5 separate regions of the Mus musculus genome follow, and regions 2, 3, 4 and 5 are each linked to region 1. A link is a contact called in public Hi-C, HiChIP or PLAC-seq and promoter capture Hi-C data. All regions are on one chromosome and are shown on one strand. The core of a region is the stretch at or near the end of the contact, and the rest is flanking DNA. Distances in the headings are between cores, read along the strand shown. Region 1 holds the start of Casp2 (caspase 2). Region 2 overlaps Agk (acylglycerol kinase). Region 3 holds the start of Tpk1 (thiamine pyrophosphokinase). Region 4 has its middle 65 kb from the start of 2210010C04Rik. Region 5 holds the start of Nobox (NOBOX oogenesis homeobox).

Region 1 (3,552 bases), core at 549-3,048:
CTGGCACTACTGCAGTGCTGATCACTAGCTAACACACAACTGTGTGTCTTTCTGCAGGTGCCCTGGGAGGGGCCATGGTGCCAAGACAGTTGTTGGGGAAACTGAAGCAGCCATTTCTCTTCCTGAGCAGTGCCTCCCTCCTCCTGGGGCTGGCTTTACTGGTCATACAGTCTGATGTCGCCCCTGTTGCTTACTTCTTCCTCTGCTTGGCTGGCTTTTGCTTTGTTGCTTGCCTCCTGGCCTGTGTTATGGAACGATGCTCCCGATCGATGCCAAGCTCCAGGCAGACTGAGAATCCAGAGGCCTCAGGCCAAGCGCAGTGAGTCGATGGGAGATGGGCAGGATGACGGGAAGACACGCAAGGCCCTCGTTCCCTCTGTGCCCATCCTTTCTTAAGCATAGACTCTGCTTTCCTCTGTCACTGGTATCATTAAGAGCAATGGTCAGCAGACAATAGAGAGGTCTTTTGCAAGAATGGTGGAACAGAAAAAGGGGGTCTTCTTTCAGGTACCCACTAACGACCATATTTCTTCTCCCACAGAGACAATGGAGCTTTTGAGGTGCCAACCTATGAACAGGCTGTAGAGGTGATGGATTCACAACCACAGAGCCACCTCCAAGAGCTGGAGCAACCACCCCCTTACAGCAGTATCATAATATCCCCAGGAGTTGAGGGGGCACAGCCTAGCCAACCAGACAGTCCCAGCACAGGCAGTCTGAAAAGGCGAGTGGGCTCAGAGGGGACAATGACTGCCAGAGGAAACCCTGGAAGAATTCTTCGACTTAGGGGTCCACGAGTTGTGGCCACTGCTCCTGATCTGCAAAGCATGAGAGTGGCCCCCAAACTGGAGCCTAGTACTCCACCTCCTGCCTATGAAATCAGTTTTGCTCATGCTGATGATGACAGTGTTTTCTATGAAGATAAATGGATACTTCCCTAAGTGGTGCCCTCAGAACCTGTGCACTCATTTGCCCAGCATTTCCTAGTGTCTATTGGATCAGAAACTGGTTTTACCCGGACATCACAATCGAGGCCTTCAAAGCAGCGGGGAGTCGGGCTGTGGCATGTCGTTCACAGATAAATGGCACACCTAGATTCTTCTGGAAACATTCTGGAACCTATCTGATGACCAGTATTTCCAGAGTAAGGTGGAAGATGAGAAAGAGATAAGTTACCAAGAGAAGCTGGAGGGATACCTCTGAGTGACTGCTGTGTTTCTTCTATTGTAGACACCAAGTCTCCCTGAGATTCCTGATGGGGTATTACCTACCAAGATAATGAGAGCTTCTAAGGTTGAGGGGAGCTGAATAGTTTGCACAAGAACGGGATGCTAGTAAAAACATAAAAATAACTCGAATCAAATTCCAATTCCAGTGCCTCCTGTTTTCAATACCAAGCAGGCAATCCGCATTACTTTATAGCCTTGTCAACTGGTAGATAAGAGAATGAGAGGACACTTGTGTAGGAAAAGCGCGACCACGAGCTGCCCCAGCCTGGGAGAAGAGCGCCTCCTAGTGCTTTCCGTCTTCCCTGCATCCTGGCCCTGGAAGTTCAAGGCGAACAAGGATAACAAGGGAAGCCCAGCCCCTTTGGTCTCTTGTAGTTACTTCAGGAGGGGTCGGAGGAACCAGGGGAGGGGGCTGCGGTTTCCGCGGGAATCGATAGCCAATCAGGTCCCCGAGTAGGAGAACCCTCGCTCTTTTCCCGCCCCTTCCCGTTCCTTCTAGCGCCTCCTCTCTTCCCATTGGGCTGTGCGAGCCTCAGCGAGCAGTGTGCGCTTGCGCATGTCCCGGCGTGGGTGGGGCTTGCTGGCGTCGGGCGGAGCCGTGCGCAAGCGCGGCGCGGTGGGAGGCTGGGGGAGGGATGCGGGGGCTGGCGCGGCCCAGCGTTTGTTTGTTTTGTGGGTGGTGCGTGTGCAGCCCGGGAAAAGCTGGAAATGGCGGCGCCGAGCGGGAGGTCGCAGTCCTCCCTGCACAGGAAGGGGCTGATGGCGGCTGACAGGAGGAGCAGGTGAGGAGGGCAGAGGAGGGGAGGCGGCCAGGCGAGCGGCGCGGCTTCTTGGCCTGGTGCCGCGTGTACAGGGGCTGCAGCAGCCTCCCTTTGTCCAGCGCAGAGGAGTCTATGAGAGCGATCTTGTCCGTCCCGCGCTACTTCTCGCCTGCGGCATCTCACCTTTTCCAGAGATGCTCCGGCTTTTCCTTCCAGTTCTTAGCTGAGGACTTAAACTCATTTCTCTTTAAAAACCAGAGACTTCGCAGCTCGGCCTTGGGCGCATTTGACTTGGATTGACTATCTCGTGCCCTGCACTGCTTTCTCATATAATAGATGTTTGTCAGAGAGTTCCACACAGGTTTGGGGGATTTGAATCCTTTGAGAGGATTAGATGGTTCCCGTTTCTCCGCCTCCTCCGTCAGTTTCGATGAAAACATTGCACAGGACGACACAATTTTATTGTTTCCTGTCCAGACCTCTAACATTAATATAGAAACGGGAACTCTTACAGGACACGGAATCAAAGCGTTAGAAACCTCTCGGTGTTCTTTTTCTCCATTCCACTTTTCATGGGTGCCCTAAAATTCCAGGTGACTGGAAACTTCGGGAAAGTTCATATTTTAAGCCTGGTAGTTTGAGATAAAAGGAAGTGGCAGGTGTGCGGAGTAGGTGGAGCCTCAGATAAAACACGGTGACGACTGCTTCGTTAAAAATTCAAGCCTGGGACATAAGAGGATTTAGAACTGGAGTCAGTAAATTGTACCTGAGGATGCAATTGTCTAGAGAAAAGCCCCCTCCCCTTTATTTTTTTGCAAGGGTGTCCTAGTGCAGGGCCAGCATTTAAAGGCTACAAGGCTGTAATCCTGGCATCCTGATGCCTGAGGCAAGAGAATCAGAAACTGAAAATGAGTTTGGTCTCCTGGTCTAGTCCTGTCAAAGAGAATGAGGTGTTGGGGGAGAGGTCAGGTGCCCTCTACAGGAAACCGGAACATGGCTAGCCAACTGAAACTGGAGAGAGCAGTAGAGTGGAAGTCGAGGAAATGAAGCCGCTTAAGAAATGGATCTTCCTAATGACCTAAGAACTCTGCTCTACCATTCATTATATACCTAATGATAAACCCAGCTAACAGCTGCTGTATTCATTTTAATTTAACCAAGGTCCTGTATTTATCCCCATTACTGTGTTGTCTTGTAAGGTGATTCTTAACTGAGGTTTTAAATTCATGTAGAGCATGAATTTTAAAACCTCAGTTAAAATTCTAGTGAATTTTGAAATAGCAGGTACATTCTGAATATTTACTCTGCGTCAATACCTCTTGCTAATGCAGTTTCTCAGGACCCTATTTTTCCATCTAACTGTGGCCTGAAAGGACTTAAAGGAGCCTTTATACAAGGGGCATTCGACCAGTGCGTGGTATTTCAGTGATTGAAGGTGCTTACTTGTGCTCCTATATTTTACCTGCATTGAAATCGGGATTCATCTAAAAATCTCTGATGTATAAAGTCAACTGTTACACTGTCACTCCATTGTCATCAGACTTAAGCATTTTTTCATACTA
Region 2 (3,552 bases), core at 781-3,280, 1.9 Mb before region 1:
ATAAGCTTTAAATTTTATTTTTAAGATCAGCAAGATGCTTCACTTTCAGGAAGCTGAGGCAGGAGGATTGCCATGTGTTTACCTCCTGGGTTACATAATGAGTTTCAGGCCAGCCTGAGATAGGCTATGAGTCCCTCAAAAAATAAGCTGTTGGATTATTTTTGAGTCTCAGTATGATACTCTAGAACATATATGTAATTCTTAATGATCAAATCAAGGTAATTATCAAATAAACCTTAATATTGAGTTCCAGGGAGTTCTGCTGATACACTCTCCTCTTACTTAAGGTGAATCCTCTGCTTATGTTCTTTCTGAATTTCAGCCCCACTTACTTTCCCAGGAACAAGGTCTTGTTAGGAACTTTTCCACATACTGACCCCTTACTGTTCTAATCCTCCAGTCCTCTGCACATGTTTAGCATCTTCCATGTGACTAAAGGTGCATTGATCCTCTCAGCTTTCTCTACTTTTCCTATGGTCTTTTTATAATCTAAATTATTGAGTGATTTAAAAAAATCATGTAAACTCAACTCTAGTTTTTACAAACTTCTTAATCCATTATGGACCTGACACCTGACTTTACAAGTCTGGCTAGGAATTCTTGGGACTAGGAAATGAGGATAAGGAGGGGCAGTCTAGTGCTGTAGATCTGGAATCTGGCTACAGAGTACTGGGGTACTGGGAAGAGATACCACCATGACCATAACTCTTATAAAGGAAAACATTTACTTGGGGCTGGCTTATAGGTTCAGTGGTTTCGACCATTGTCATCACGGCTGGAAGCTTGGCAGCATGCAGGCAGACAAGGTAGCTGAGAGAGAAAGCCACACTGGACCTGGCTTGAGAATCTGAAACCTCAAAGCCCACTTCCTAGTTACACACTTTCTCCAACAAAGCCAGCCCTCCACTAATGCTATTCCCTATAACTGTGGGGGCCATTTTCACTTAGACTACCACATTCTGCTCCCTGCTCCCCATGGGCCTGTAGCCACATCATAATGCAAAATGCAGTTAGTCTAACTTCAAAAGTCCTCAGTCTATCACAGTTTCAACCATATTTAAAAGTCCACAGTTGAAAGTCTATGATAATCAAGGCAGTCTCTTAACTATAGCCTCCTGTAAAATCAAAATGAAAAAAAAAAAAACAAAGAAAAAAGCAAATCACATACTTCTAACATACAGTGACACAGGGCATACATTACTATTCCAAAATGGAGGAAAGAGAAGGATAATGAGGAAGTACTGGACTAAAGCAAGACTGAAAGTCAGCTGGGCATACCCCAAACTTTGCATCTCCATGACTGCTGTCAAATCACACTTCAGCTCTCAAACTCCTTTCACTGTTTTTGACTGAAACATAATTCTTTCTCTTGGACTGGTTCCATTCCCTGATAGCAGCTTTCCTTGGCAGGTATCCCAAGGCTCTGGCATCTTCAACATCCTGGGGTCTTCAAGGCAGTCCAGGCCTCACCTTTACAGCTTCATGCAATGGTCTTTCTAGGTCTCCAAGAAGGGACATCTGCATATGCCTGGCCTCAGAGGCTTTCCTTAGTTATGGAGGGAGACTCTATAACTCTTTTCTTGTGTCCTTGACTCTATAAACTTAGGTACCATGTGGCTGAAGCTGCAAAGTTCTGCTGCTTGCGTGAACCCCTTATTCAAATACATTTTCTCCAGTTTTCTGGTTTTTTAATTTTTTTTTCTTGTTTTTTTTTTTTTTTTTTACTTTTTTACTTTTCAGCTTTCTGGTTTTGATAGTTTCCTTCACTGCCTAAGTTTGGCTATCCTGGAGCTTCCTTTGTAGACCCAGGCTGTCCTTGAACTCTAAAATCTACTTGCCTTTTCCTCCCAGGTGCTTGGATTACAGGTTTGTGGACTTGGCCTTATGCTTTTATTTAATTCCTTTTTCATTTAATTCCTTAGCTGGGTGGGGGTCTTGTTCTGAGGTCACCACTCCCTTTACTCCACTTAGCATCTGGCTTTTCTTTAATCTGTTTACATTCCCTGGGGCTCCTTTTCTTCCTCTACTGTACTTTTTGTATTTTTTCTTGCTTATCTTAAGTCTTTTGTTGTAGATCTGCATAAGACTGGCTTCTATTAACCACAGAAGACAGTCAATGCTAGGTTGTTTGGAAAAGTCCTTTGCCAAAACATTTAATCAATAATTCCTTAATTTAGCCTCAGGCAGATTTTTTTGGACAAAGGCAGAAAACAGCCACATTCTTTACCAAAATATTGCAAGAACAATCTCTAGGCCACATATAATATTTTTCTCTGAAACTTCTTAAGCTGGGCTCTCATAGTTCAAATCACCCTCAGTACCACTATCTTCCATGATCCTACTAGTATGGCTCATTAAGCCCGGTTTAAAATGTCCAATGACATTTCTAGCTCAAAAGTCCCAAAGTATTCCATATTCTTCCAGGCAAAAACAGTGTCAGGCCTATCTTAGCAATACCCCATTCCAGGAACCAGCCTCGATCTTAGTTAGAGTTTCTATTGCTGTGAAGAGACATCATGACCACATCTCTTAGAAAGGCATTTAATCAGGCCAGCTTAAAGTTTAGAGGTTTACTCCATTGTCATAATGGCAGGAAGCATGGCAGTATGCAGGTAGATGTGGTGTTAGACAGGTAGCTGAGTGATCTCTACCCAAATCAGCAAAAAGCAGGAAGAGAGTGCCACACTGGGCCTTTCTTGAGCATCTGAAACCTCAGAGCCCACCCCTCAGTGACACACTTCCTCCTACAAGGCCATTCCTACTCCAACAAAGGCAGACTTCCAATAATGCCACTCCCTATGAGTCTATGGAGGCCATTTCCATTCAGACCTCCACAGCTGAGTTAGTTACTTCATTCCTGATGGAATCCTAGAATGAAATGGATCAGAACAAACCAAATTGATGATATATTTGGAGACTTAGCCAGAAAATGTCAAGATACAAGAGTAAAAAGAGAACAAGATACAAGAGTAAAAAGAGAACAAGATACAAGAGTAAAAAGAGAACAGAAGTGGTAATGGGCAGGTAATGTGTGTGTGTGCACTTGTCTATGTAGGTGTGTATGGAGGTTAGCATTGGCATGTTATTCTCTCTAGCTCTCCCTAGCTTTACTGAATTGAAGCTTGCCATTTCCACTAGACTATCTGACCAGGGAGCCCCCCCGGATCCGCCTGGTTTCTCTTCCCAGCACTGGGGTTATAAACATACACTGACACTGGAGATCTGAACTCTGTCTTAGGCTTGTGTAGTACTTTACTATTTAGTTACCCACGTAGCCATCTCCCCAGCACAGAGCTTGTTTATTTAGAAGGTGTAGAAAGGATCTCTAGTGGACAGTCAGAGGGGAGGCAGATTTAGACTGAGTTGTTCAATACAACATCTTGCTATAGCCATTTCCCCTCTAATCTTTGCTTTATACTTGTTTTCTAGAATTCTGCTGCCATAACCCAGACTTGTTTTTCAACCCCAAGACCTGAAGTTTTTGGCCTTTTTAGTGTTGTGTTATCATGATTCTTTTCATCAGCTCTCTTCCCTAGTTTAGATGTCTCAGTA
Region 3 (3,552 bases), core at 303-2,802, 1.4 Mb after region 1:
CCACATTAATAAAACAACCTGTTTTAATTCTCAATCTATCACTATTTCCCTCACTTATATAAGATAAAAAGAATCAACAGTAGACTAGAGGTATACAAGGTGGTTCACAGGACCATAGACACCAGAGACATGGCATAGTAGCTAATGCGTATAATCCTATATCTAGAGAGGTAGCCCCAGAAAGATACCTGGGGTCCCTATCCAGTTGGCCAGCTGGCCAGCCTAGCCTAATCAATTATTTCCAGGTCAGTGAGAAACTCAGAAACAAAGTGGATGACAGCACCTGAGGAATGACACCCCAGAATGACATCTGACCCCCATATGCATATGCGCACATGTACCTACACAAACATCCATAGATAAAAAGTGTAACTTGAAAATTAAATACAACTAACTAGCCTTACAATTTATCACTGTAGTCAAATTACATAAGAATAAATGCTACTAATAAAACTCATTCCACATGTCATCATGTGAAGTACAATAACTTCAAAGTTTGAGAAATAAAAATCCTATGGGCTGGGTAATCAGTTTACTGATAAGTGTATCTTACCTAGCATTTTCAAGGCTCTGGACTCAATCCCCAGCACCAAGTTTTATAATAAAAATTAAAAGCCTTAGGGTTAAAACTTCAAGACACTGTATGTAACCATGTACTGATCTTGTACTAAGTTCAGGTACTTTCAAGATGATTAGAAACGTCCCTGACAGACAGCTATGGACATCCCTCACGTTCCCAGTGTCAAATGTTCCACGGTTGGATATGTGTGTTTGGCATGTTGGTTGTTTACTCTTGGAATATCAGGTAGAGGATACAAACTGTATCAACTCGCTCAGTCCTCACAAAAGTTCTACAGGGCAAAGACTAAATATTTATGTTCACTTTCCAAACAGGGAAACAGAGGCACAGGTGTGGTTGCTAACTTGCGCACAGGAAAAAGGAAATGGAGTTTTCGGTTAAGGCCTTCAGGGTAGGAATGAGGTCCCTCTGCGGGGCTCGTGCTGACACTGTAGCATGGTAAAGAATACGGTACCCGTAGGTAGCAGGGGTTCCAACGGGGTAAAGGCATGCTCCATAGCGGGGAATGGATTCTGTATGGAAAACAAAATAAGTCCCAAGTTATTTCCCAAACGTAATTCTGCGACAGGAGTAAGCATCCCGCAGCAGGCACTTTGGACCCGGCACTACGGGAGGCCAGGAAGGTGCAGCGGTGGGCGGGGGAAAGTCCCAGGCAGAGGCTGGAGAACCTGGAATCTCAAGCGAGCTCCAGGCTCCAGCTCCGGCCACTGCCTCTATTCACCCAGACGCCCCAGCTTCCATCCGGGGACTGGCGGCGAGGGGCGGCCTCCCTCGCTCCCTCTTTCCCGCGCCCCCGCCCCGCCAGCCCGCGCCGGCAGCCGCGCACTTACACAATGGCGGGTGGAGCCACGAGCGACGCGAGCGAGGGCTGCGGGAGTGACGGATCGAAAGCTCGGCGCTCGGCTGCGGAGCCTGGGGCGCGCCGCGCGTTCGCGGGAGAGGGCTTCGTGCGCGAGCACAGAGCCCCGCCTCTTCCGGAGGGGCCCCTGGCTGCCGCCTGCGTAGCTTCTAGCAACCGCGGGGTGCTTAGTACCAGCCTGCTGTGCTCAGTTCCCTGCACAGTGGAGAATTCCATCCACCTTCGCCCATCTGTTACACCCAGTCCACTGAGTCCACCTTCTCTTTCATCTTCTGCTTCCCGTGCTTTGCACAAACAGTGCTTTGTAAACATACCAATGGGAACCCTTTAAAATAAATCACCACGTTGTAGGAATGCAGCTTTTTTTTTTTTTTTTAGCAAAGCCAAAGAACCAAAATTTCACCACCACCATCTCTAAGCCAGCATAGATGAGGACTCAAAAATTCTGAGAACCTGTAGGTCTCCTGCTGGCCCAGAAATAACAGAGACCCATCCCTGCGTTTAAAAACCAGTTCCAGGTATACCGAGCTAGCCTCAAAAATCACTGTGTAGCGAAAGATGACTTCATTCATCTGGTCCTCCTGTTTCTTCCTTCTAAGTACTGCTCTTTCAATCATGACTACTATGTCAAGTTAATGTGGCTGGTGCTGGGTATCCAGCTAGTCAAACATTCTAACTGATGAACTTCCCCTTCCCCAGTCGGGTAATAGGTAAGTCCTTTTTAATCTTTTTAACTCAAACATCCATTTCTTTCTATTTAAAGATTCCAAATACACTTCCCAAACTTGGGCAATCATTATTCAATTCTTTCCAGTTTTGATGCCAACATTTTAGCTTCTAGCTAGCAGAACATACACTATTTGCCTTTCTTTGACAACTTACTTCACTTGGCAGGCATAATGTCCTCCCGTCCCATCCACATCTCTGTAAATTCCATTATTTCATTATTTTTATTACTGAAGAATGCCATTTCTCTATTACAATATCTTTGCAAAGGAATGCTACTTCAATAAACATAAGAGTACAGAGCATTTGACTGTGTTTTCCATTCTCTTTGGATGTATGCCCAGCAGTGGGATGAGTGAACCATATGGTAGTTCTATCACCTGTTTAGTTAAGGAGTTTCCATTGTGTTTTCCATAGGTCTACGCTAACTTAAACTTCCATTAACCATGATCGAGTTTCTCTTTCTCTGCATCCTTGCCCAGCTTCCTTACTTTCCCTTTGTAAGAATCCTTATCACTGTCCCTCTCTTCCATCTCTCATCTCTCTCATGTTGATATCCTGTTGTGGTTTTATTTTAACTCCCTGGGGATTTGCGATGGCGGGCAGTATTGTTTATGCTTTTTTGGCCATGTATGCATCCTTTCTTGAGACATGGCTATTCAAGTCATTGGCCCACTTCTAATTTAGATTATTTGTTGCCATGGTTGTTTGGAAAAGTTGTTAGATCTCAAACCCATGACAAAGAGCCAACATGGACCTGGTTGTCAGGTTCCCTCTGCATTGCTCAGTTCCTAGCTGTTTCAGGGTACGGATGGCATACCCCACCTCCTACTCTAAATGTCTCCAGCCCTTCCCATATAATCCAGCCATTTTGCATACCTGGTCCTTTTGTTTACCATCTCCTCTCCTGCCTCTCCCTTTTCCCCTCTCCTCACAAGTGTCAGCTCAGACTTCTTCCAGTTGTCCCCAACTCTGGCTGTGCTCTCCCTTTTATCTACAATAAACATTCTCCTTCACCACACCTAGGAGCAGTCATGTCCTTCCCTTTTGTTCCCTTTTTTCATTCACGTTCCTTACACATACTGAAAAAAAAAACAAAAAAACAATACAAATCTTTGTTCTAACCAATGTCTAAGTGTTTTTTCTTATATTGTCTTCTGGAATTTCACATCTCACATTTAAGTCTTGATCCATTTTTCCACTGACTATTATACCCAGTAGAAGATAGGTGTCTAGTTTCTTTTCTTCGCATACAGAAGTTCAGTTTCGCAGAACCTTTCACAAAAGGATAGCACCATCTCCAAGATATGATTTGACTGCCTTCACTGACATCAACTGACTGCAGAAACAGGGACTCAAACTCTGAGTTGTCTTTTCTACTGTTTTG
Region 4 (3,552 bases), core at 345-2,844, 1.2 Mb before region 1:
AAGAGAGGAGAGAGGAGAGAGGAGAGAGAGAGAGAGAGAGAGAGAGAGAGAGAGAGAGAGAGAGAGAGAGAGAGAGAGAGCTATGAAGCAATGTGTTCTAGAAAGAAAGTAGCCAAAATATAGAACTTACAAACCTGGACAGTTGGTTGTCTTAGTACCCTCTATTCTCTTCACATCTCTGCCAGACTCTGAAGGCAGGATGGTTTAGAAGAGAAACTGAAATTATGTAGAATGCTATACATGCAAACTTCAGGGTACAAACACCTTTTCGCAGTTCTGAGATATAAGCTGATAAAGTTGCAGAGTGATTGGGAGAAATCATATTCTTAATAATTTACTACCAACACAGGTTCCGTTCAGATTTGATAAGAGCAGCATTACTTGCCACTTAAGGCAAAGGTTAAGAATGCTGGTCTAAAAGGAATACATATAGAGAGAACAAAAACAAACAAATGAACAAGAAAACCCATGTGGTTAGAATCCCAAATCATAAAGATAATGTGAGGATGTCCAAGTAGAGTTGGGAGAGGAGGTTCCCATCACTGCTTGTTTGTTGGTCTCCTGCTCAAGTGTAAGTGTGCAAAGTATGATGTGTAAGTAAGCTCCAGCAATGGCCTCAGTACAGAGTAAGTGAAAAAGGAGAGAGATGAGAACTTGCATATTATGGGTTGGGAACTGCAGGAAACCTTCAAAATATGGTAAAAAGATAGTAAAAGTGACATCACAGGGTAATCTTTGAATCAGAGAAAATAATGTTGGCCAAGAACTCAGCTCTTACCCAAGAGTACCTACCTTCTGCAGCCTAGCCATAATTTCCTTTTCTTAACTACTTTGCTTTGACCAAAAGGCTCTGCTTCTCCCAATCTGTACTCTCTGTGAATGTATGTCAACCTTTCTCCCTGATGCCCAACACCACTTCCTTAAGGAAATGTTCTTTTGACTATTAGATTAGGACACTAGAGCATGTTAGATTTTCCTGATTTTGACTTAACAGTCACTATTTCACATTTATTTGTTGATAAACAAAAACTTCCTCTCTTCTTCTTGGGGCTGAAAAGCTCCTTTTGTAGGAACTGTGGTTTTGTTCTGATTTTATTGCTTGTCCCAAAAGATGTCCTAAGTACTAAAGCCCAATATTTGAACAAAGAAATATAAGGAAATCATCTTTAGTTTTTGACTTGGCCATTTCAGAAGTCCAGCCGTATTATCTGAGAATCTTTATCCCTTTATCTTATGGAACCAGAAATTTCTATCCTGAGTTTTATCGTGATCACACTCCTTTCTGCAAGTCTGAGCTTCATATCCTCTCACTAACCTCCTGGGCTTCTTTCTTCTCTCTATTTCAGTCCCTCATCTTCTGCCTAGATTTTGGTGTCTTCTGAAGATAGGATAGCAAGTCGAAAAATCATCAACACTAGAAATAAAAAGTGATGGAGAAAACAAATGACTTCTCTAATGCCACTTGATTTTCTTGAGAGAAAGATACTTCTTGATAATTTGAGGATAGGACACCTGCTACATTGTCTCATGAGTGTGCATTTGTGGGTTTTTGGATGTCCAAGACATAACTGTGTTTCATCTGCTACCCATTCTCAACCTCGGCCATGGTACAAGGCACTTACCAGAGCTCTCTGCTTACTTTAAACAAGGAAGGTTCAGTTCCTCCTTTATAGCTATAAAGCATCAATTATGACAATGCAGAATCCATTTATAGAGTGAATATAGTATGTGGTTTTGTAAAATTCTGAGAATCATTTGAGGTTGAAATAATCCCTCAATACAGACCGAAAGTAGATTAAAACACAAGCTTCTTGCCTGAATGATTCACATTAAGTCTTCAAAGACTTGTGTAATTTAATGTCCTGAGGCAGAGAAGAACAAAAATAGATGACTTGAGAATCAAAGCTTAAAAGGCATCTTCTTTAGGGAAAATAGATCTTCGCACCTACTTGCTGAAGTCACACTTGACAAAGTTGTAACCTACGATGAATTCTAGAATAATAGTGTAGTTGACATGACCTGAATTATAAACAAAACCGAGTCTCTCTAGAGGCCCAGAGAAATTAAAACATGAATTAATAGAAATTATACAAGGAACTTAATTCAGATTTAAAACACTAGGCACTAGATGGTGCTAATGCACTTTTCCTATTAAATACAGAATTATTCAAATTCTCTGAGAATAAAGAGTCTCTCTCTCTCTCTCTCTCTCTCTCTCTCTCTCTCTCTCTCCACATACACAACACACATACATTTTCCTACTTTGCTTTTTATTGTTGTAATAAACAACTGTAACTGAAAGTAATTTGGGAAGGAAAGGATTTATTTAGTTCACAGGTTGCCCTGACTTTCTCATGGTAGGCAGGATTTAACAGGTCAAAGCCAAGTTAGTTATAATTATTAAAATCAAACAGACATATCAAGTACATCAAACTCCTTTTTACCCACCCCCAGTCATAAGCCAGCCACGATACTTAAATTCTTGGGCCTTTTATGCTTTACAATTTATTAAGTTTATTAAGGAAATGAACCTTTTTTCAGTGTCCCACTGGTATAGATTTTTGTCTTTTTCTATTTAGAAATTATAAAATATTCCACCTGATGAAAAAATTATAAATGTCATAGTTTTATGGAGATAAAATACCTTTTAATATTAAAAATTCAATGGTGTATAAATAAAATGCTAATGATATCCTTATACTCCTATCTATTATTAGTAACCAATTTTTCCACTTTAGTGTTTTGTAATAATTCCTTTTCTCTATAAGCATGTGTCACTGACTCTTAACTGCATATGCATATTTCTTATCTATTTTGATATATATCATATATATGATACATAAATATAAAAGAGAGTAAGACAGACAGAAACACACACACACACACACACACACAGAGAGAGACAGAGAGAGAGAGAGAGAGAGAGAGAGAGAGAGAGAGAGAGAGAGAGAGAGAGAGAGAGAGAAATTCGTTAATTGTCTACTATTCTCTAATGGGAAGACAGGTATAATTCTAATGTCATAATTATCTTAACATCACTGCTGAATGATTTTCAAGTTCTGACAGATCTTTCTTCAACTGTCTGAGCAACTTCCTTTCAGCTTCTCTTCTCTGATGACCTCAGTTCTTCTGTCATTCACAATCCTAGCCTATCTGAGAGTGCCAATCATACTTTTTATATCACTTGATGGGAATGGAGGGGAAAGGAGAGATATGGAGCCCTCCAGAACTTGTTTCATGCCTCAATTAATGCTCACGGAGCATAATTAATGGGAGTTACCTTTGCCTTGCAAAAAGACTAATAACTGTATTTAAATAGAATAAATTCTAGCTCCCTATGACCAGTGACAGTCTGATTACATCTGCATGCAATGCTATCATAGAGACCAGAGGGTCACTGGAGTGGCAGCGGGAGGAGCCCAAGTTGTGGTTGTCAGTCTTCAGAACAGGAACTGTAAATAGAGGGTGCAGTGTAAACCTCTCCATGGGAGGTAAATCATCTTGATGTTGGGAGTGAGAAGGGACTGTATGTGGTTTTTTTCTTCCTCTGTC
Region 5 (3,552 bases), core at 784-3,283, 1.0 Mb after region 1:
CCTCAGAGGTCTTCGACAGTGGCCTCTTCCCCAAGCTAGCCCTGGGGAGTGAGGACTGCTTGTCTTGATCATCCTGGATGGGCAGGGCAGAATCCTGCAGTGGTCCCTCTGTCTCCAGTGCAGCAGTCCTGGGCTTGTCACCAGCTTCCTGGCCTGTGGAGAGCAGCAGCCACTGGCTTCAGCGCTAGGTGGCAGAACCCCTTCCTCCCTGTAGCTGATATGTTGTTAGAACCCAAAAATTCCTTTGCCTGTCTACCAAATGAGGCCTGAATGCCAGGCTTCCGTTCTTAACTGGGCCGTTGGAAGGATGAGTTAGATAAGTGGTTCCCAACCTTACCAATGCTCTGACCCTTTAGTACAGTTCCTCATGTTGTGGTGACCCCCAATCATAAAAGTATTTTTGTTTCTATTTTGTAGCTGTAATTTTGCTACTGTCATGAGTCATTATGTAAATATCTGTGTTTTCCTGTGGCCTCAGGCCATCCTTGTGAAAGGGTCATTTGACACCTCTAAAGGGGTCATGATCCACAAGGTGTGAATCACTGGATTAAATAATCCAAATGTAAGCAACGACTGCACCTCTGCGGAGTCTTAATGTGAGAACAGTGGAAAGCTGTGTATACATTTTCTCAAATTTCCCCAGACATCAGAGGTGCAGGCTCAGGCGACAAGCATCTGTTTGATATTTCTAATAGACAACCATTGGGGAGGGGTGAATAGGAAGAGAGAAGCAGGCAGACTGCCATCCTGGCTTTCCTCAGACTAGCCCTGGTTTCAGAAGGGAAGCAAGGCACTGTGGGTTGCAGAGGAGATAAAGCAGGGCCCTGGATCTTCCAGAGCCCAGGCACGAGCGGCAGAGGCCATCAGAGGGGGAATCACATGAATGAATGATGGAGGCTTTACCTTCCCCAATCCTTTCCCCCTCCTAGCCCTCAATCCACGTGTTCTGGTTCCTCCCTCCTCTCCTTCCTTCCGCCCAGTCCCACTCTTCTGCAGGTGAGGAAGCCCTCATCTGGAAGGAAAAAACCCTCCAACCAGCTGCGAAGCTCGCCCTCCCCGCCGCTTAGGCAACTCTTAGAGATGGGCTTGCAGTGGAGCACAGAACCCATTTGACCTCCCCCTCACCCCCATGTACTTCCCCCTAGGTGAAGAAATGCGGGTAGGCTTTAAATAATCAACCCAAGATCACACAGGGATTCGGTCCAGGGGCTCAGTCTACTCTCAGCCACCTCCTGGAATCCAAACGCTTCTCCTAGTTACTTCAAGTACTTATCACAAAAGAAAATTCACCTCAGGGAGTTGCTGTCATTTCCAACGAAACCAGAAACTGTGTAAGTAAACGGTAACTGAAGCCTTTGACTATACCTCTAAAAAAACTTTCTAATAATAGATAAAGCTGGGGGCAAGTCCTGGCCCAGGCGCCTTTTCCAGATGATTCTATATACACCGTAGAACCCTGTCAGAGAGGTGGAGGCGGGGTGCAACCAGAGGGTGAAGGCAGTAATGGTGTCAAGGGTCGCTGGGACAAACACCTTTAATCCCAGCACTTGGGAGGCAGAGGCAGGCGGTCTACAAAGTGAGTTCCAGGACAGCCAGGGCTATACAGAGAAACCCTGTCTCAAAAAACAAACAAACAAACAAACAAACAAACAAACAAAAAGTTTCATAACGGTGATTAACATGTAGCACAGTAATAAGCATGGTACGGAGTAGGCACTCCACAAACATGGACCTTATTCCACTAATGTACCGTAGTGAAAGGGGCGAAGAGTGGGAGAAGCTAGGTTAGAGCGGTTCTTTATCCCCAGCACACCGGAGATGATCCCTCACCAGAAGGATGTGGTTAGGTGACCCCCCTTTCCCATTACCCACAGACCTAAACATGCTCTCGAGGCTGGCCCAGTGAGCAGCAGCCCTCACAGGCTCAGCAAACCGTCCTCACTAAGGCCAATCCCCAATGGGTGCTCACCCTGCATTTTCTTGCAGAGCTTCTCCGTAGGTTCCATGGCCCAGGCTCCCTCTCCTGAGCTCGCCCTGGTACCACAGGCGCGCGGCTTTAATGAAGTCCGTGGGGTGGCCAGGTGTGTGGAGTCTGCACAGGTCATGCAGCGCAGCCGCAGCGGAGCTGGCGCCCCCCAACTCCACCCCCAGGGCGAGGCACCGCACACCTGGGGTGGGGGCTGGGAGAGCCATCCTGCAGTTCCCTGTGAGCCAAGGGTACCAGATACTGGTCAAAGACACCTCCCCAAAGTCGGGGCAGGAGCAGAACAGCAATGGAAGGGGGGATCCCAGGCTAACCCACATCCTAGCACGCAGTGAACGGACATGGTTGTGGCTCCCCTCTTGACCCTTGAATATGAGCCTGTCCTAGCTACTGCTTGCTTCAAGGATTCTTGTGCCTCAAAGTCCTAACTGACTTGAGTAGCCTTAACATACAGATCCAGGGGCAAAGACAGGAATGGAGTTGAAAGTACCCCAGGCCTGGAGGAGACTAAACCTCTCGGATCCCGCACAAGTTTGCAAGTATAGACGAGGTTCAAGCGAGTCCAGGTTTTCTTATTAGGCTTGCCCATTGAATATCAGCTTTCTGGATATTGAACCAGGATAAGAGAGACTCCTGGTTCATGGAATGTTTATTTCTGTTAGGAAAAAAGATAGCAAAATTATACAGTTCTTACTTCTTCTTCAACCGGAGTGGAGTGGGAGGGGGGTGAGGAATGTGAGTGTTGGCCAGATTGAAACAGCTGCGGCAAGCTGGGGGAGGAAGAGCCGCTTCTAACCCGGGCTCACGTGTTTTGATTTTAGTTACTTCCAAGGTTCTGGACACCAGGCATTTTTTTCCTGCCATATTAAACAATCAGCTACCGGGACATTTTCCTGTGTCTAAAGATCATTTTTGAGAGACTTCTGACAGGAGTAGGAGTCTTAGTTATTTCTGCAACATAAAGCTCTAAATTAACTAAAGGCCAGTGAGATGGCTCGGTGGTAAAAATTAAAAAAAAAAAAATGCGCTTGTTTTACAAACCTGAGTTCAGCCCCCAGTGAAATGTTGGAGAGAACCAACTCCTGAAAGGTATCCCTTGACCCCATAGTCTTAGGACGATGGCATGAGCCACCCCCACCCCCCACCCCCCAACTCTTTAAAGAGAATTTTAGGCTCAAAATCCAGTTTCTGGGCTAGAATATCTGCAGCGTTCTGTAAGGCCAGCAGGGTGTGGGCCCAGTGAAGCTGTTCTCTATGGGAAACCCAGCATCATTTGGTTGTGGCTGGAACATTATGGTTTTCTAGTGTAATCATTTAAAGGACAACTACTGTGTACCAGAAACTAGGGCGGAGGGGGGGGGGAAATGCCTGCCTTCCCCACAGCAGCTTATTGGAAGTCACAGATTCTGACAGTAGCTCAGTGGAATGGGCCATGTCAGTACTATATGGTCACTGTCCATTGAGTAGGGGGCAGGCAAGGGGACCTGGAGCAGCAGGAACCACTTCTTAGAAGTGCTGACCCCTTTGCTGAAGCTGTGTGGCTTACCATGTCACAGCCTACCTAAAAA

The links. Promoter capture Hi-C pulls out the DNA fragments that hold promoters and counts their contacts. Hi-C and Micro-C count contacts between places; a contact is called where the count stands out from the background. HiChIP or PLAC-seq counts read pairs in DNA pulled down with a chosen protein or histone mark.
Region 2: a contact with region 1 is called in a promoter capture Hi-C map of embryonic stem cells, with 2.4 times the contacts expected there. The contact joins the enhancer-like site here to the promoter of Casp2 in region 1. A contact is called at or near these places in 1 of 39 promoter capture datasets (embryonic stem cells), 1 of 115 datasets of contacts at active chromatin or transcription factors (embryonic stem cells) and 1 of 9 other capture datasets (embryonic stem cells).
Region 3: a contact with region 1 is called in a Hi-C map of regulatory T cells, with 6 times the contacts expected there. The contact joins the promoter of Tpk1 here to the promoter of Casp2 in region 1. A contact is called at or near these places in 1 of 39 promoter capture datasets (pre-B cells), 1 of 484 Hi-C or Micro-C datasets (regulatory T cells), 2 of 115 datasets of contacts at active chromatin or transcription factors (astrocytes and thymic regulatory T cells) and 1 of 9 other capture datasets (liver).
Region 4: a Hi-C map of the G1E-ER4 cell line shows a contact between it and region 1, with 4 times the contacts expected there. The contact joins the enhancer-like site here to the promoter of Casp2 in region 1. A contact is called at or near these places in 9 of 39 promoter capture datasets (the 3T3-L1 cell line, the C10 cell line, embryonic stem cells and 4 more), 2 of 484 Hi-C or Micro-C datasets (the G1E-ER4 cell line and cortical neurons), 6 of 115 datasets of contacts at active chromatin or transcription factors (DN3 thymocytes, the SCID.adh cell line, astrocytes and 3 more) and 2 of 9 other capture datasets (adipose tissue and liver).
Region 5: an HNF4G HiChIP or PLAC-seq map of pancreatic cancer cells shows a contact between it and region 1. The contact joins the promoter of Nobox here to the promoter of Casp2 in region 1. A contact is called at or near these places in 5 of 39 promoter capture datasets (the 3T3-L1 cell line, embryonic stem cells, hippocampal neurons and 1 more) and 5 of 115 datasets of contacts at active chromatin or transcription factors (embryonic forebrain, extraembryonic endoderm stem cells, forebrain and 2 more).

Annotation. Positions count from the first base shown.
Region 1 is chr6:42,263,187-42,266,738 of GRCm38.p6, forward strand. Casp2 (caspase 2) reads left to right here and starts at 1,799. Exons shown (of 11, transcript NM_007610.2): 1 at 1,799-2,011. The coding sequence starts at 1,938. Tmem139 (transmembrane protein 139) reads left to right here. Exons shown (of 3, transcript NM_175408.4): 2 at 58-319; 3 at 542-1,369. The coding sequence starts at 75. The coding sequence ends at 941.
Region 2 is chr6:40,348,326-40,351,877 of GRCm38.p6, forward strand. All of the region lies in intron 3 of Agk (acylglycerol kinase), which reads left to right. Among named protein-coding and RNA genes, the nearest start is that of Agk, 25 kb to the left of the region's middle. Within about 2 kb of position 2,031, at least 7 of the 459 cell types and tissues checked have an H3K27ac peak or open chromatin away from gene starts, as enhancers often do. A contact at or near this core is called in embryonic stem cells, where this site is marked.
Region 3 is chr6:43,664,726-43,668,277 of GRCm38.p6, forward strand. Tpk1 (thiamine pyrophosphokinase) reads right to left here and starts at 1,553. Exons shown (of 9, transcript NM_013861.4): 1 at 1,411-1,553; 2 at 1,035-1,092. The coding sequence starts at 1,077.
Region 4 is chr6:41,098,772-41,102,323 of GRCm38.p6, forward strand. It overlaps Tcrb. Among named protein-coding and RNA genes, the nearest start is that of 2210010C04Rik, 65 kb to the left of the region's middle. Within about 2 kb of position 1,595, at least 4 of the 459 cell types and tissues checked have an H3K27ac peak or open chromatin away from gene starts, as enhancers often do. A contact at or near this core is called in the G1E-ER4 cell line, where this site is marked.
Region 5 is chr6:43,307,521-43,311,072 of GRCm38.p6, forward strand. Nobox (NOBOX oogenesis homeobox) reads right to left here and starts at 2,034. Exons shown (of 9, transcript NM_130869.3): 1 at 1,970-2,034; 2 at 1-153. The coding sequence starts at 2,006.